Linked DNA regions of Mus musculus: region 1 is linked to region 2. Evidence: chromatin contacts called from public HiChIP or PLAC-seq data. All regions are on one chromosome and are shown on one strand. The core of a region is the stretch at or near the end of the contact, and the rest is flanking DNA. Distances in the headings are between cores, read along the strand shown.

Region 1 (6,863 bases), core at 3,667-6,166, 120 kb before region 2:
GTACTGGCATTCAAGTTCTGAGCTAACTCTTCAGCCTAAGAAACTATAATTTGATAGCAGTAATAAGTAGAATAAGGTATAAAGGTTATTTAATAGACCATTTCAAATGATGTGCCACTTAACTTAGCACTTGAATAACAAGAATGAACTAGCTGTGAAAAGTGCATTTTAGGCAGATCATGCACATTGTCTCAAAAAAAAAAAAAAAAAAAACGATAATGACCTTGAGAAACAAAACTCCTGAGCCTAGGTCATGGCCAGTGAAGAATAGAAGCCAAATCTTGTAAGAAAGTGTGAATATACCTTAGGAAGGGATTACATTTTATTCCATGTGCAGTGGAAGCCACTGTGGGACTTTAGATGAAAAATGCTGTGGCTGCCCTTGAGAGCAGCTGGTAAGCTGTTTCCTGAGTCACTTTCCTTTACACTGCACCGCACAGGAGCTCTAGCAGACACTACAGTTGGAGGGATCCACACGAGAGAGCGAGCTTTCAGTCTTCTGTCCTAGTTGTAATCAAAGATTAGGTGTTTGGTAAATACTTTATTATTTTGAAGAATTTATTTTTTCATGCATATTTAACTGAGTTTTGTTACTGTTTTTAAATCATGAATTGAATGGTTTTTTTGTATGTATTGAAATGGTCATAGACAGACAGCCTGCTAATATGGTAAAGCACTTTAAGGGGTTTGGAGCATTATGCCGTCTTACACTGTCATTGTGTTCGTCGGATTGTAGGAACCTTTCATTTTACTGGACTTAGTTTGTCATTTTATTATTTTCTCATATTTTAAGGTTCCCTGCCCATGTTCCCAAGAGAAACGAGTACATGGACTGCTTTGCCCTTAGTGCATTTGACTTGTTACAGTGATACTTGTCCTGTCTGTTGAGTTGAAAGATGCTTGCTTGCCTTCTGTTTTCTAAAATAGCTTATATGAATTGGCATGATTTCCAACTTAAATGCTTGGGAGAATTCACCGTGAAGCCAAAAAGCTGAACAGTAAAAAGAATTGATAAGTTTTATTTAATCAAACCCTTTCCCTCTAAAAGCATGATTGAATAACAATAGGGTCATATTACAAATGGATGTGTGTTGAGATAGGTATGATTTGTAGCCTAATTTTGGGATGTGTCTTCAGTGGAGTGTGGAATGGCCGGTGCTGAGAGCTTAACTCAGGGGCCTCTTGTACGCAGTTCTAACTCATGTTAGAAGACACTTGTGAACCGTACTGTTAAATTACTGAGGGGTTTTTAGTTTGTTTTTAATGTCCTTTGAGCCCCAGTTTTCTTCTATTGAGAGATGAAAACACTAACATTACACCATGGGATCACCATGCTAGTTAAGTGAAGAATCAGACATTAATAGCATAAAAGTGTTATTGCTGTTAGTGTATTCTCATTAGTTACTGTCATTTATACCTGGTTGATGCTTCAGTTGCTCTTTTTCAGAAAACTAACTAGTTATATCTTAAGGAGTGTCTAAAATAATTTTTACTCTTTTAATAGATAAATGAATTAGAATTTAACCTGACTCTTGATGACTTGGGAATCAGAAGTAGGTGTAGCCAAATTATTTTCATTCTCTCTTTAAGGAAAATCCAATCACACAATCTGTCATGTGTGCACTCTTTAATTTATGCCAAGCTGGCCCTTTTACCTGCTACTTTATGAGCACTTGAAAGTTGAAATGCAGATACAGTGAGTGGTAATCATTTCTTACTGTACAGGTTACTATTATGACATTTTAAGGATATATGTTATATAACTACACCAAAACAACAAACTAATCATCAATCATTAGTGAATTGTTTTGCCTGAAAACTTCCTCTACTTTTTGAATGTTAATAATATTCCACAATGTATAAAGTGTACGTATCTGCTGTGAGAAAAGAAAAATAGTTAAGTGGTTCTCAAGACATTCTTAGGTATTTTGAGCTATAAAGAGAATAATTTTATGTCAAGTGAGAAAACCCTGTGGCTTCACAGACCCACTCGTCTGTGGCACAGAGAAAAATGAATATTTTCAGTATTTAGAAAACCAGAGACTCAGCCATGCACCGTATATTTAAACTTTCTACAGTATATATTTATTTCAGCTTATGTGAATGTTTGCCTGTATGCATGTATGTGCACATGCATGCCTGGTGCCTTTGGAGGTCAGAAGAGGAAATTTTATCCCCTGGAACTGAAGTCACAGTAAATAGTGTGAGCTACTATGTGGGTGCTGGGAACTCAACCCAGGTCCTCTAAAATAACAGCAAGTGTTCTTTCTTGCTGAGCTGTCTCTCCAGCCCAAGGCTCTTTTTCTATGATAGGTCAGTGAACCACAAAGCTATAAACAACAGCTCTGGGGATGAAGCCTCATATCGATATAAAACTGTGGCTTAGCAGAAGTGACACCAGCACCACTCATTTATTGTACCTTTTTCTCCTTCACCTATCTCAGGTGCTATGTAGTATTTTTGTTTGACATTTATCTGTACATTTTTCTTACACGCTTGTGTATCCATCTGACATTCAAATGCCCCACAATGTAGGTAAGGCGGGTTTATAGATACTTAAACACAGGAAAATTAAGAGCAAAATAATAAAGTAGAGATAGACTCCAATTGATCTGGAACTCCTGGTTCAATGCTTGTTGAAATATTTGTAGATCATTATTCGTCTCCTCACTCACTATTTTCTTTTTTCTTTTTTTTTTTAACTAAGTAACAGCCATGCTCCAGGAACTATCTTGGGTAAAAGGAACATAATAGAGAACAGAGACATTCCTGAAGCTTCCAGTGTAGTGAGGAGTATTACTTAAATAGCCATGCAGATGCAGAGCTGCACCTCCATGGGGTACTGCCAGGCGCTATGAGAGCTTAGACTGTGGGGAGTTAGCCTTGTCAGGTTGGCAGGAAGGGGTCCCTTGGGAAATGATAAAGTACGGGTCTGAAGGCTAGGTATCACATAAAGAAAGAAGAACTATCAAGCCCAGACAAGAGGGATATCTTGTGCAAAAGAGCCGCCATTGCAGGAGGGGACATGCAGACTGTAAGAGAATTGAAGGAGAGTGGGAGTTGGCATAGAGATCACAATTTACTGGGTTCTGACCACCGAGGCTGAGGAACCCGTGTTTGTTTTAATGAGTTCCCTGTGTCATGTAGACATGTTCACGTCTGAGTGACTCCGGCTTTATTATACCAGTGGCTTCCTAGTTCACCCAGACAGTTCATGAAACTAAGGGATCTGCTAACTCCATTCACAAGTCATCAGGTTATCTCACGCAGGGAGCTTTATCACTTTTAAGGAATAAAGGAAGAGTTCACCAAGCTGGTGGCCTTTGGCCTAGGTTTTATTAATGGGTTGACTTTCCACAAAGAAGTTACTGTAAAGAAATGAAGAGAGAATGGAATGCTACCCCTTAGTGTAAATACTTTGTCTTACTGTAGCCCTTGTACATGACATTTATTTCTAGAGTGTCATTCTCACACAGTCTTAATGTTACAGAAGTCTGGTAGCTTCTAAAGCTTTGTTTAGTTAGATCTGTGCTTGTCCTATTAGGTTAGAGCTCTAGGCATCATTTTCTGTTTTGCAGAGAAAGCCAGATGTGGCAGGTTGATTTGTACACAGTCACATTTCAACACTTCCCAACCTCCATTTCCCAACCACTGCAATGAGGAATAGATAGCAGAGTCTGTTGTCTGGAATGCGAAGTTGATGGAGTAAGAACTCTGCTAGTAACTTGAGGCAGAAGACGCTGCTTAGTGAAGGGAAGGTGAATGGGCAGGAGAAGTATTTTCAGTGAAGACAGAAGGTGGCGTTTGGAGAAGTAGAAGTAGGATAAGCCGGGCGTGGTGGCACACGCCTTTAATCCCAGCACTCGGGAGGCAGAGGCAGGCGGATTTTTGAGTTCAAGGCCAGCCCGATCTACAAAGTGAGTTCCAGGACAGCCAGGGCTACACAGAGAAACCCTGTCTCGAAAAACCCAAAAAAAAAAAAAAAAAAAAGTAGGATAAAATGTCTCTGTTACACATTATTTTGCTTTGTTTAAAATTAAAAATTTCCCGTGTTTAAGTGTTTGTAAAACCTGCCTTACCTACATTGTGGGGCATTTGAATTTCAAATGAATACATGAAGGTGTATGAAAAATATAAGGATCAAACATAAAATTAAACTACCTAGCTCCTGAGATAGGTAGACGACAAACAGGGTATAGTAAATGAGTTATGCTGGTTTCGTGTCTGTTACCCCACGGATTCATATCAACATGGAGTTTCATCTTCAGAGTCTCTGAAGTCACTCCCTGCTACTCTTAGAAACACACTTCTTCCTGGCAATATTCATCTTCACATATGAATTCACATTACCTAAAGATGGCCTTTGGTTTCTGGTTTTGTTTTTTTTTTTTAATGGTTTAGCAAGTATTATGGTTTTAGTACAAACTCCATCTCTTAAAAATGGCACATCTGTATATTTAGAACTATTATTTTTGTGCTATAGGGCATACGTGGATTGTATATATTATTTTAATTCTGGACAAAATTGAAAAAGGAAAACTGAAAGTTGAATTAAGATAAATACTTTGTTATATTTTTAGAATAGGGCAAGATGTCTTTAACTTTTAAAAAAGGAAGCAACTCTGTATTTGACTGTTCTGTAATTTTCTGCCAGCGTGTTACAAGGATATGCTTATGCCTTCCGGTGTGTTCCCCAGCTCTCTTATCATTCTTCTAATTGTCCTTCTTTTTAATGTGAACAATCTGGGAGGCAGGGGTACGCACAGGCATAGAATCAAGAACACACATCATTGCTTGATGGCTAGAAAAGCAGTATTTTAAAGTGGTTGAAGGATTGTACTCTGTAGAGTAAGTGTGGATCCCAGCAGAGCTCGAGTGACCTCTTTGCTCATCCTCATGGTTCCTCCACTTCCCGTGTGGTGAGCAATAGGGCCACATTTTAGAATGCCCTGACATTCCTTTTGGCTTTCTCTTTGGAGTGCTGGTTTCTGTTTCTTTTCCTCTTTGTATCACATGTTTAGAGATTTGCTGTGAAACTGTGTCTGGGCTTCAGGGCCTGGGGACAGTTGGAATGTGGCAGCTACTTCCTGCTTGCACAACCAAGCTTCTAGAGCCTGATGAGGATTTTGAGGACCCCCTGAGTGGAATGGTGCATGGATTTGAGGACAGAGATGAAGAGTTTTTTGCTGTTGTTGTTTTGTGGTTTCAAGACAGGGTTTCTCTATATAGCCTGGCTGTACTGGAACTCACTCTGTAGATCAGGCCAGCGTTGAACTCAGACTTCCACCTGCCTCTGCCTCCCAAATTAAAGGTGTGTGCCACCCACCACACACAGCCAAGAAGTGAAGAATTTTTGCTCACAGCCTTCTTTATTCTGTTCCTTTGTGGTACCTCCTTACTGTCTCTGCATTTGGGTCCCCTGTGAGGGACAGCCGGGCCATGCTGGGAATGTATGTTCAGAGCTTCAGCCTTTAGCACCAGAAGCCCAAGGCAGATTTCGAGATCCCTCCTTCCTGCTCAGTTTCAGTCTGCCCCTATCTTGAAAAGATCTTTATCTTTTGAATCTACCCTTTTACTTCTTCAGAGCTCACAACCAGTCCAAAGAGCCAGATGGCAAAGGATGCCATTTCTTTCATTGTCTTGTTTCCTGATCCCCACTCCACCCCTAGCTTCCTGTTGAACTAGCACTTTGAACTCCAAGGCAAAATGCTGTAGATGTGGAGTACATAGGCTTGAACCCAGGACCTGCTGAATACTAGCTAAGTACTTTACCTTTGAGTTCTAGCTGTTGTCTCCAATGGGAAATTCTTTTTTTCTTTTTTGTTTTGTTTTCGGGACAGGGTTTCTCTGTATAGCCCTGGCTGTCCTGGAACTCACTCTGTAGACCAGGCTGGCCTCGAACTCAGAAATCCGCCTGCCTCTGTCTCCCAAGTGCTGGGATTAAAGGTGTGCACCACCACTGCCCGGCGATTATTTCTGATCTTTTGTGCTGAAAAGAATAACCTTGAATTGAAGTTACCTTGCCCCCTGTGTGACTGTCTTCTTGGGTCTATCTCCAGAACTGGAATTGCTAGGTAGAAAGTTATAGGCATTATCATTTGAATGTTATCACCCTTTTTTTTTTTTACTTAATAACTGCAGGGGTTATTTGTTGTTGCCATTGTGTGTTCTTAGTCCTTGGTGTGTACTCTGGGCTTGTCTTTTTGGTGAACTAGCTTTGTGAGCATCTGATTGTATTTGATGACTGTTCCAGTAATGCCCTTGCAACAGAAAATAAGCAGGGGGTGAGAGAAAAAAGGAGATGGTTTTCTCTCACAATATAGGAGAGATACATATCTCCTCCAGCCTCTTTGAGCCTTAGAACTAAACTAACATGTTACTGAGAGAAAAGCACACACATTTTATTTGGTGATTTTTTTCCCCAATGGGAGCGCTCCCAAGAAAAAACGAGGGCCCCAAGAAGCAGTTAGAACCAAAAGCTGTCTTAGACAAATAAAAAGCTTTCAATCAAGGCAGCTAATCTTGGAAGAGTGACTAAGCAGATAAGGTTAGTTGAACAGGGTTTGTTTGTGTAGATTGCTTCCATCCTGGACTCCCGATAAGAATGTCTTCCTTCCTCTGGTATGGGGGCAGGGGTACCTTTCTCATGGGAGTTCTATCTCCTGCTCTTATGAAAGTGCCCTTCTTAAAGTGCTGCCTTCAGAGTGCTTTTAACTAAAATAATTAACATGAAAAATCAGTATGTTTAGCATGCTGTAAGTCATGGTGCTGTTTTTCTTGAGCGGGAACAATACGAATAATGTTCTGCCGTGAGACAAATCACAGTCTGAGTTAAGCTCACTGGTCAGCACTGGCAGGCACTT
Region 2 (7,393 bases), core at 1,046-3,545:
GGGAAGGCCCTGGCCTTGCCAGGGGTATCTGAAGCTATGTTGTCGTTGAAATCCTCAGTGCCTGGTATTACCATGTTCCAAGCTGCCTTCTGCTTTACACTCTGTGTGTCAGGCTAATGTGAGTAGAGTGTGTCAGTCATGATGAAGCCAGCTTTTTACCCGTCTGGTGGCTATATTTCAAATGGAAAAGTGGGTGTCTGACGTACACAGCACCCTTAGATTACCTGTCACCAGCACAAGGTACATATATGAAGGTGGTGGTCCAGTCATATGTGTTCTCTAGATGACCACATGTGGGGTGGGGGTGAGTTGATCATTACAGGTCCTGGTCAGTCACAGGATCCAACTGTCAATCATAGGAGGGGACAAAATTTCTGACAAACACAACAATCACTGTGAGGGCTTTATGCATACTTGAATAGTCTGCCCATTTCCTTCTGGAATCTTCCTTGCAGACCCAGGGGGGGTAAGTACTCCAACACATAGACCTGACATTCTAACTCCCTATTCTGAAGCAGCCTACAATCTCCCTGTCCGTGGACATCTTTTAAAACAGGAACAAGAGGGACAAGGAAATATGGGTTGAAGAGGCTCTTTTCTCTCTAGTTTGGCTCCTTCAAAGACTTCCTTGATTCAGCAATTCTATGAACACTATTACTTATTTTTAATCAGACTCAGCTGAACCTATTCAGCTCATTCTGTGAACTAACTCTAAGGCTCTAAGTGCAATGGAGGCGCTACCTACATCTGAGAGTTTCCTCAACAGGTCAGCACTAAGTGACAGTGGCCTGCTGCACCTGAGGCTACAGTGCAGAAGAAGCAAAAGTCCCTGCAGCCAATACAGCCATACTACCCAAGAGGGCAGAAACAGGAAAGCAGGCCAGAAGGGAGCTCACTTGTGCTGGTGGGAAGTCAATCTGACTTTAACACTTTCGTTCCCCAGACTAATCAATGCAGCTACTTGGAATCTCAAGCTCTGAAGAACACCAACAACTTCATAGGAACACAGACTTCCAGACACGTGAAGAGAGCTATCATGGCAAATTAATTCAATCTGACTAATTAGAGAGCAGGAAGTCCTTTCAATTACTGTATGTGCTGTCTGAGAAATACACTTGAACACGGGTGCGGGTTTCATTAATTGTAGTTCATTATTTTCCAGATTCGTTACTAAATGTGCCTCGGAAGGTCAAAGACAGCAATTTTGTCAGCTGCCACCTCTTTCCATGCAATATCTTTGCATTTCTGGAACTCAGACAGAAACTGATTACAACCAGAACTGCCCTCTGTGAAAATGAGAAGCCCAACTCTTTCTGAATACCCTCACACAAAGAAAACGACACACAAGTTATGAGAATCTTGTTTGTAAAACAGGAACTAGGAACTTCCATCACAAAAGAAGACCATGAGCCACACACAATCCTGAATCAAAGCCAGGAACCAAAGCCTCTGTCTGGGCCACTCTCTGGCTCAGACGCACTAAGCACATATCTTCCAGTGCCCTGCCTGCCCTGCATGAGGGACAGCAGAAACTGTTCCCACCCTGCCCTGCCCTGCATGAGGGACAGCAGAGACTGCTCCTGCCCTGCAAATGCCAAGGCCACCGATGAAAGGGTTCCTGGCAGTGCTCATTCTCACACCACAAACTTGCATTTCTCTCCCAACTCATCTGCCCTGCCGGGGTAGTGATAGAACCATGAGAAGACTCTGAGCCTCTTCTACCTCGGGCCTCATCCAGGTTAGCATCCCCTCTAGAAAACACTGTTTGCAAATGCAGGAATGGGTTGCTGTAGAGAGCAGTCTGTGTTTACTGCGCTCTCATAGCTGGCTCTATGCTCTGCTAACTCGAATCCCAGTTCTCTGAGACAACACTTCAGAGAAATTGTTCTTGTCGTTCTTCTTCTGAGGAGTCAGTACCAGGGTACTGACAGGCAGCAAACCCGCTCCTCAGTCCTTTCTCACAGAGTGTTTCATGTCACTCTACTGCAGAGCCACCCTGTGCTGCTCTTCCTGGCAGCCTTGAATGCCCTGATGCTCGTTGGCCACTGAGCCTCCAGAGAACTCACAACATGGGACGGTCTCAAAGGAAGTGTTAAGCTCCAAACTAAACTGTGATCATCAAAAAGGAAGCCGCTCAATTCCTCTCCTCTTAAGAAAGAAGTGAAAGTGGGTTCCAATTAACAGGCCCGTGCCCCTGAACATGGTGTACAGGCTTCCATCTGGATCTCTGCTTCTGTCCATACTGAAAGCCTTAAGTAACTAAGTAGTGCTGCTCTCTCTCTCTCTCTACGGGCCGTTTCTAAGTCCCACAACATTAACCGCTGGACCACGCTTCCTGCCTCGGAGACGGGACAGGTCCTGTGAGGCATGTTCACTGACAGGCTTTTTCTAGGTTTCATCTTGGGTCACGTTCTAAACATCTCAACATCAGTTTGTTGCTTACTTAAGGAACATCTGAACAGACACTGGCAGCAAATAAAACCTCAGGGTGCTCACGCCTAGCTAAACTACCATCACCAACATCAGATATCTACACAAGAGTGATGGTGGAGCCAGGTGGCAAGCAGGGTCATCAAACATTGGTCATGGAGTTTTTACCAGGTTGGTGACACAGAGCAGGTGACTGGTATGTAGTCCCTTTAGCACCACGATGCCACTCAGTCCTCCTTAAAGGGGAGACGGGGTGGCGGCCACCAACATGGAGATGCATTATGCTGGCCAGATGCCTGATGGCCGAAGAGTGGCTTCTTCAGGTGCCAGGGCTCTGTCTTAGGCCTTAAACAGCCAACACTGTGCTTGTGACTCACATGCTGACACCCTATAACTAAGAAGTATGGCAGATCATAGCAAAAATATAAGTTTTAAAAAGCAAACAACTTAAAAAGAATTTTAAAAGAAATATTTGGAAGGGAACCCTAAAGTTCCCTTTTGAGTGTTGTACATTTTGTAGTTAATACAATAATAGAGAGAGGGACCACACTGACAAGGGTGGACACAGGACAAAGAATCCAGCAGCCGTGCCGGGAGGAACTGGGGACTAATCCTACTCAGTGCTGTGCTGGGTAGTTTTATATCAACTTGACACACACTAGAGTCGTCAGAGAGAGGAGAGCTTCAACTGAAAAAATGTTCCATCAATCTCTCTGTAGGTAAGCCTCAACCTCACTCATGCCACGGCCCTTTAACACAGGTCCTCATGCTGTGGGGCCTCCAACCATTTCACTGCTACTCCATAACTGTGATGTTGTTACTGTTATGAATCATAATGGAAATATCTGTGTTTTCTATGGTCTTGGGTGACCCCTGTAAAGGGTCATTCTGCCCCACAGGGGTCTCGACCCACAGGATGAGAACCACTGAACCTAGGGCATGTTCTTAGTGACTGATATGGGAGGGCCCAGCCCACAGCGGATGCTGTCATCCCTGGGCTGATGGTCCTGGGTTCTGTAAGTAAGCAGGCTGAGCAAGCCCTGTGGAACAAGCCGGTAAGAAGTACCTACCCCTCCCTGGCCTCGGCACCAGCTCTGCCTCCAGGTTCCTGCTCTGCTTGAGTTCCTGTTCTGACTTCCTTCAATGATAAACCACAAGGCAGAAGTGTAAGCTGAATAATCCTTATTTCCCCAGCTTGCTCTTGGTCATGGTGCTTCATCACAGCATTGATAACCCAAACTAAGACAGCGGTACTCTGGAACAGGAGAATCATTTAAATGAGATAAGTCGGCTCCACTACTGTCGGGCTCAGGACCTTACTGTTCCACCCATCCCCCCCCACCCGCCCCCCAGAGGCCCCTACAAGACAACACAAAGATGAAGGCATTGCCACAGGCGGCGGGCCAACTAACCCAGAACTGCTAAGACTGGGTAGGCCTTCAAGAGCATGGACCACTCTTGCCCTGGATTCTACCAGCAGAACACAAAAGGTCAGAGGCCAAGGCCACAAAAAAAGATGACCCAGTTCTTGAAGAAACCACATGGAAGGATTTTTTTTTTTAAGTCAAAATCTCAACCACCAGGTATGCAATCAGACTTCCAAGAGAGTGAAGAATGGAAGAGGAACATACAGGAGCCAGGCGCGCTGGCACTGAAGCCCCATCCAAGGGTGTACACCCAGGGAGCAGCAGCACAGAGCACATTTCAAGTGACCCAAGTTGCAAGAAAACTAATGTTGACGCTGTCACTTGCAATTAGAATTTCCATCCCACAGAGCTTTAGCAGGCAGTGGGGGAAGGTGAGAGACTGAGGCAGTAGCTCAGGGGTTGGATGGAGCAGCAGAGGAGGCAGTGCATTTTGGGTAACTGAATCCCAGGAGAAAAATCAGAGCTTCAGGAATTTGTTTTAATGGCATGTCCATCCACCTAGGAAAGTTCACAAATATGTCTTGATACCGCAAGACCCCACTCAGTTGTGCCTGTCTCATCGCTAACCTACAAACAGTGCTTTCTACACATGTGACAGAGGTCCACACAGGGCCACATCTCCATCTGCATACAAATAGACAATGAGACAACTTTATATCTCCATCTTATGAGGATGATCCAGGGCAAATGAGCCCTGCCCACTGTAGTTATATTCCACAGGGAGACAGTCAACAAACAAAAACCTAGAAGCTCCCAGGAAAAAAAGGCATGTGTATCTGTGGGGGGTGGTTTGCTCTTTTTATTTGGCTCACAAAGAGGGCTGGGATGCACTTAACTGTGCTTCCACTAAGTGGCCTCCATGACAGTATGGCTCTAAACCAAAGCAGGAGAAACAGGGTTGCCACCAGCACTGGAAGAAGAGGTAGACTGAAACTGAATGGCATGTGCTGGTGTGTTCGTGGGATAAAATGGGAGTGGGATGTCTTAGAATGGCACAGAGCTGGCAGGCAGCATACACAGACTAAAGGAGGGTACTCACTGCTGGAGGGTGCTATAAGCCACAGTAAGAGTGCAGACTTTGGTTTCATTTCCAGCTGCCTCATATGAACAGTTTAAAAACAGAATGAAGTGAGCTACCCAGGGGAAGAAACTGGTTAAATGTGGATAAATATAGAAGGCCACGAAGGTACCCGGACACCCAGCCTAGGACAGGCCACCAAGAAGGACTTGCTGTTGGTGATACAAGGCTTATGGTTTTATGCATATGAGGACAGAGACTACAACCTTGAGGATATGGAAGCATCTGCCCCAGGGAGATGTTTTCACAAATCACTGTTAATGTTTTAGCTACACCACAAGGCACGGTCACCAAGCCCAGTGTTAATTTATATTTTCATACATTTCTTGTCACCTGGACATGACAGACTGCCTCTCTATTCCCATCAGGTTTGTCTCTCACAGGCTGCTGTTCCTCTCACTCTCATGAGCTCTCCATGCAGCCAGGGCTTGGACTTGTTCGCTGATCACTGAAAAGAAAAGCTGCTTGTCTTCAACATGACTCCTCCCCTGCCATCTAGACAACTACTGCAGTGAAGAGCAGCTGGAACTGTGGTCATCAAGCTCCATGTAATGTCACCATAGTACTTACAGAAGGCAGAAGACATGGTGGCTGTCCCATATGGGCTTTGGGTCACCAGAGCAGATTGGGGAAGGGCAATTTCTTTACATATACTTTAGTAATGCAGAGACCCTCCCATCATACTTGATGAAACAATGACCAGTTTAAAGCTGCATAGCATGCACAGTGATGAGCCCCTGGGAAAGTCAGCTTTGCCTGCCTGCGCCCTCCATTCACAGACACATCTCAATAACGGCAAATGACCTTTGACCTGCCTAGCTACATGTCCTTGAAAACATTTTCAAAATTACTGTGTTTCACTTTGCCATCTGCTCTGTGTGCTGATGTGCAAGTTGGTATCACACTGGGCAGGAAGCTCTCTCTACATACAGAATAACTTATTGATGCCAACACAATCTCTCCTGAAGATGCCTTCATAGAAGCCCTTAAGAATCGCTCTGCCTCCGACGCTCCTGACCTACATTCCTGACACTGGGACATTTGAAATATGGAGGAGCTAGTGTTAAGACCCACTTCAACAGCTGCACCTGCATGGCTTATGTTTCTGAATGAGTAGAAATAAATCTCATTTAACATTCTCTGTTGAGATAAAGCCTCCATGACTACAAACTGCATCTCCAAGTGGGTTCCTTTCACCACCGTATGAAAGGAGCTTCCTGCTTGTTGGGAAATCCTAGAACATTTTCTCTAACGCTCCACTGCCACACAAAGTGTTTTAAACAGGAGGAAGACAAGTGACTACTTTGAGTCAAAGAACTGATTGTCCACTGGACATTGAGGGTGGGGTGAATTATGATTCAAGATTGTTTGAAAAGTGAAATCAAGAATTAAAAATAGAATTACATTTTCTACTTGGCAACACAAACAACACTAAGTGCACCTTCATAAATTGGACGATTGTTGTACTAAGTGATAGCACATGAATCACATTAGTAGCAGACTTGGCAGTTTTGTTTAGAGCAGAAAGGATGGGGTGTCAATATGTGCAAACAGCTGCTATCTGGAAAGAGGGGAGAGGCATTATGACAGGCTCTGCCAGGGTCAGAAGCTGCACCAATGCCCTCACGGGTCTGTTCCTCTACCTCCAGCTTCAGAACCACAACAGCTCAGGGAAACATTCACTGTGGCTTCCTCACCTGGTGTGCAAGGGGAGATGAGTGTCTCCCCCTTCTGTCATCCCGAACAGGGAAGAGAGACTTCAGCAGCTTTGGCATCTGTGGCACCAGGGACTTCACTGGGTTCAAGTAAGAGGCTGCCACGCCTCCCAGTCCTGTCGGAGTGAAAAGTGAAAACAATGGCACATAACACTTGCTCTGCATTTGCCAAGAGCCACTTAGAAGCAAATCCCACAGTATAAACTACTACAGGCATCACTAAAATCATTAGTAGGAAAAGATCACCACAGCTGGCATCTACCAATTTAAACAGCAGTAACTAAAGCAACCGTGATGCTCCAGTGTGCATGGCTCCTGCCAGTGTTGAGGACTAACTTCTGCTCTAGAGGAAGGAGAACTCTGTTTTTGGGTGTGCTTGGTTCTGCGTGCTCACTTGCTTGTGGTGTTTTGAAGGTTTGTTTTCAAGACAGGGTCTCAGTACAAACACCAAGCTGGCCTTGAACTCACAGGGATCCTCCGGCTCTACCTCCCCAGTGCTGGGATGGAAAATGTGCACCTCACACCTCACTATGAATCTTAACAAGAACAGTGAGAGTAAATACTGTAACATTTATAAGAATAAACAATAACCTAGACAATACCAAAAACTTTTTGGGAACTAGGACTTAGGAAGCAGTCTGATAAGGAACACAAAAGTCGAGATCACTCCACACTAAAGAAAACTTGAGTCATAATTCAAAATCTTCTACACAAAGAAAATGCCAGCTTCAGACAGCATCACT

Evidence for each region. HiChIP or PLAC-seq counts read pairs in DNA pulled down with a chosen protein or histone mark.
Region 1: a contact with region 2 is called in an H3K27ac HiChIP or PLAC-seq map of microglia, with 4 times the contacts expected there. The contact joins two enhancer-like sites. A contact is called at or near these places in 1 of 115 datasets of contacts at active chromatin or transcription factors (microglia) and 2 of 9 other capture datasets (adipose tissue and liver).

Annotation. Positions count from the first base shown.
Region 1 is chr14:64,914,169-64,921,031 of GRCm38.p6, reverse strand. All of the region lies in intron 1 of Hmbox1 (homeobox containing 1), which reads left to right. Among named protein-coding and RNA genes, the nearest start is that of Hmbox1, 32 kb to the left of the region's middle. Within about 2 kb of position 4,916, at least 92 of the 459 cell types and tissues checked have an H3K27ac peak or open chromatin away from gene starts, as enhancers often do. A contact at or near this core is called in adipose tissue and microglia, where this site is marked.
Region 2 is chr14:64,788,938-64,796,330 of GRCm38.p6, reverse strand. It overlaps Kif13b (kinesin family member 13B), which reads right to left. Exons shown (of 40, transcript NM_001081177.2): 37 at 6,633-6,766. Among named protein-coding and RNA genes, the nearest start is that of Gm26225, 39 kb to the right of the region's middle. Within about 2 kb of position 2,295, at least 18 of the 459 cell types and tissues checked have an H3K27ac peak or open chromatin away from gene starts, as enhancers often do. A contact at or near this core is called in adipose tissue and microglia, where this site is marked.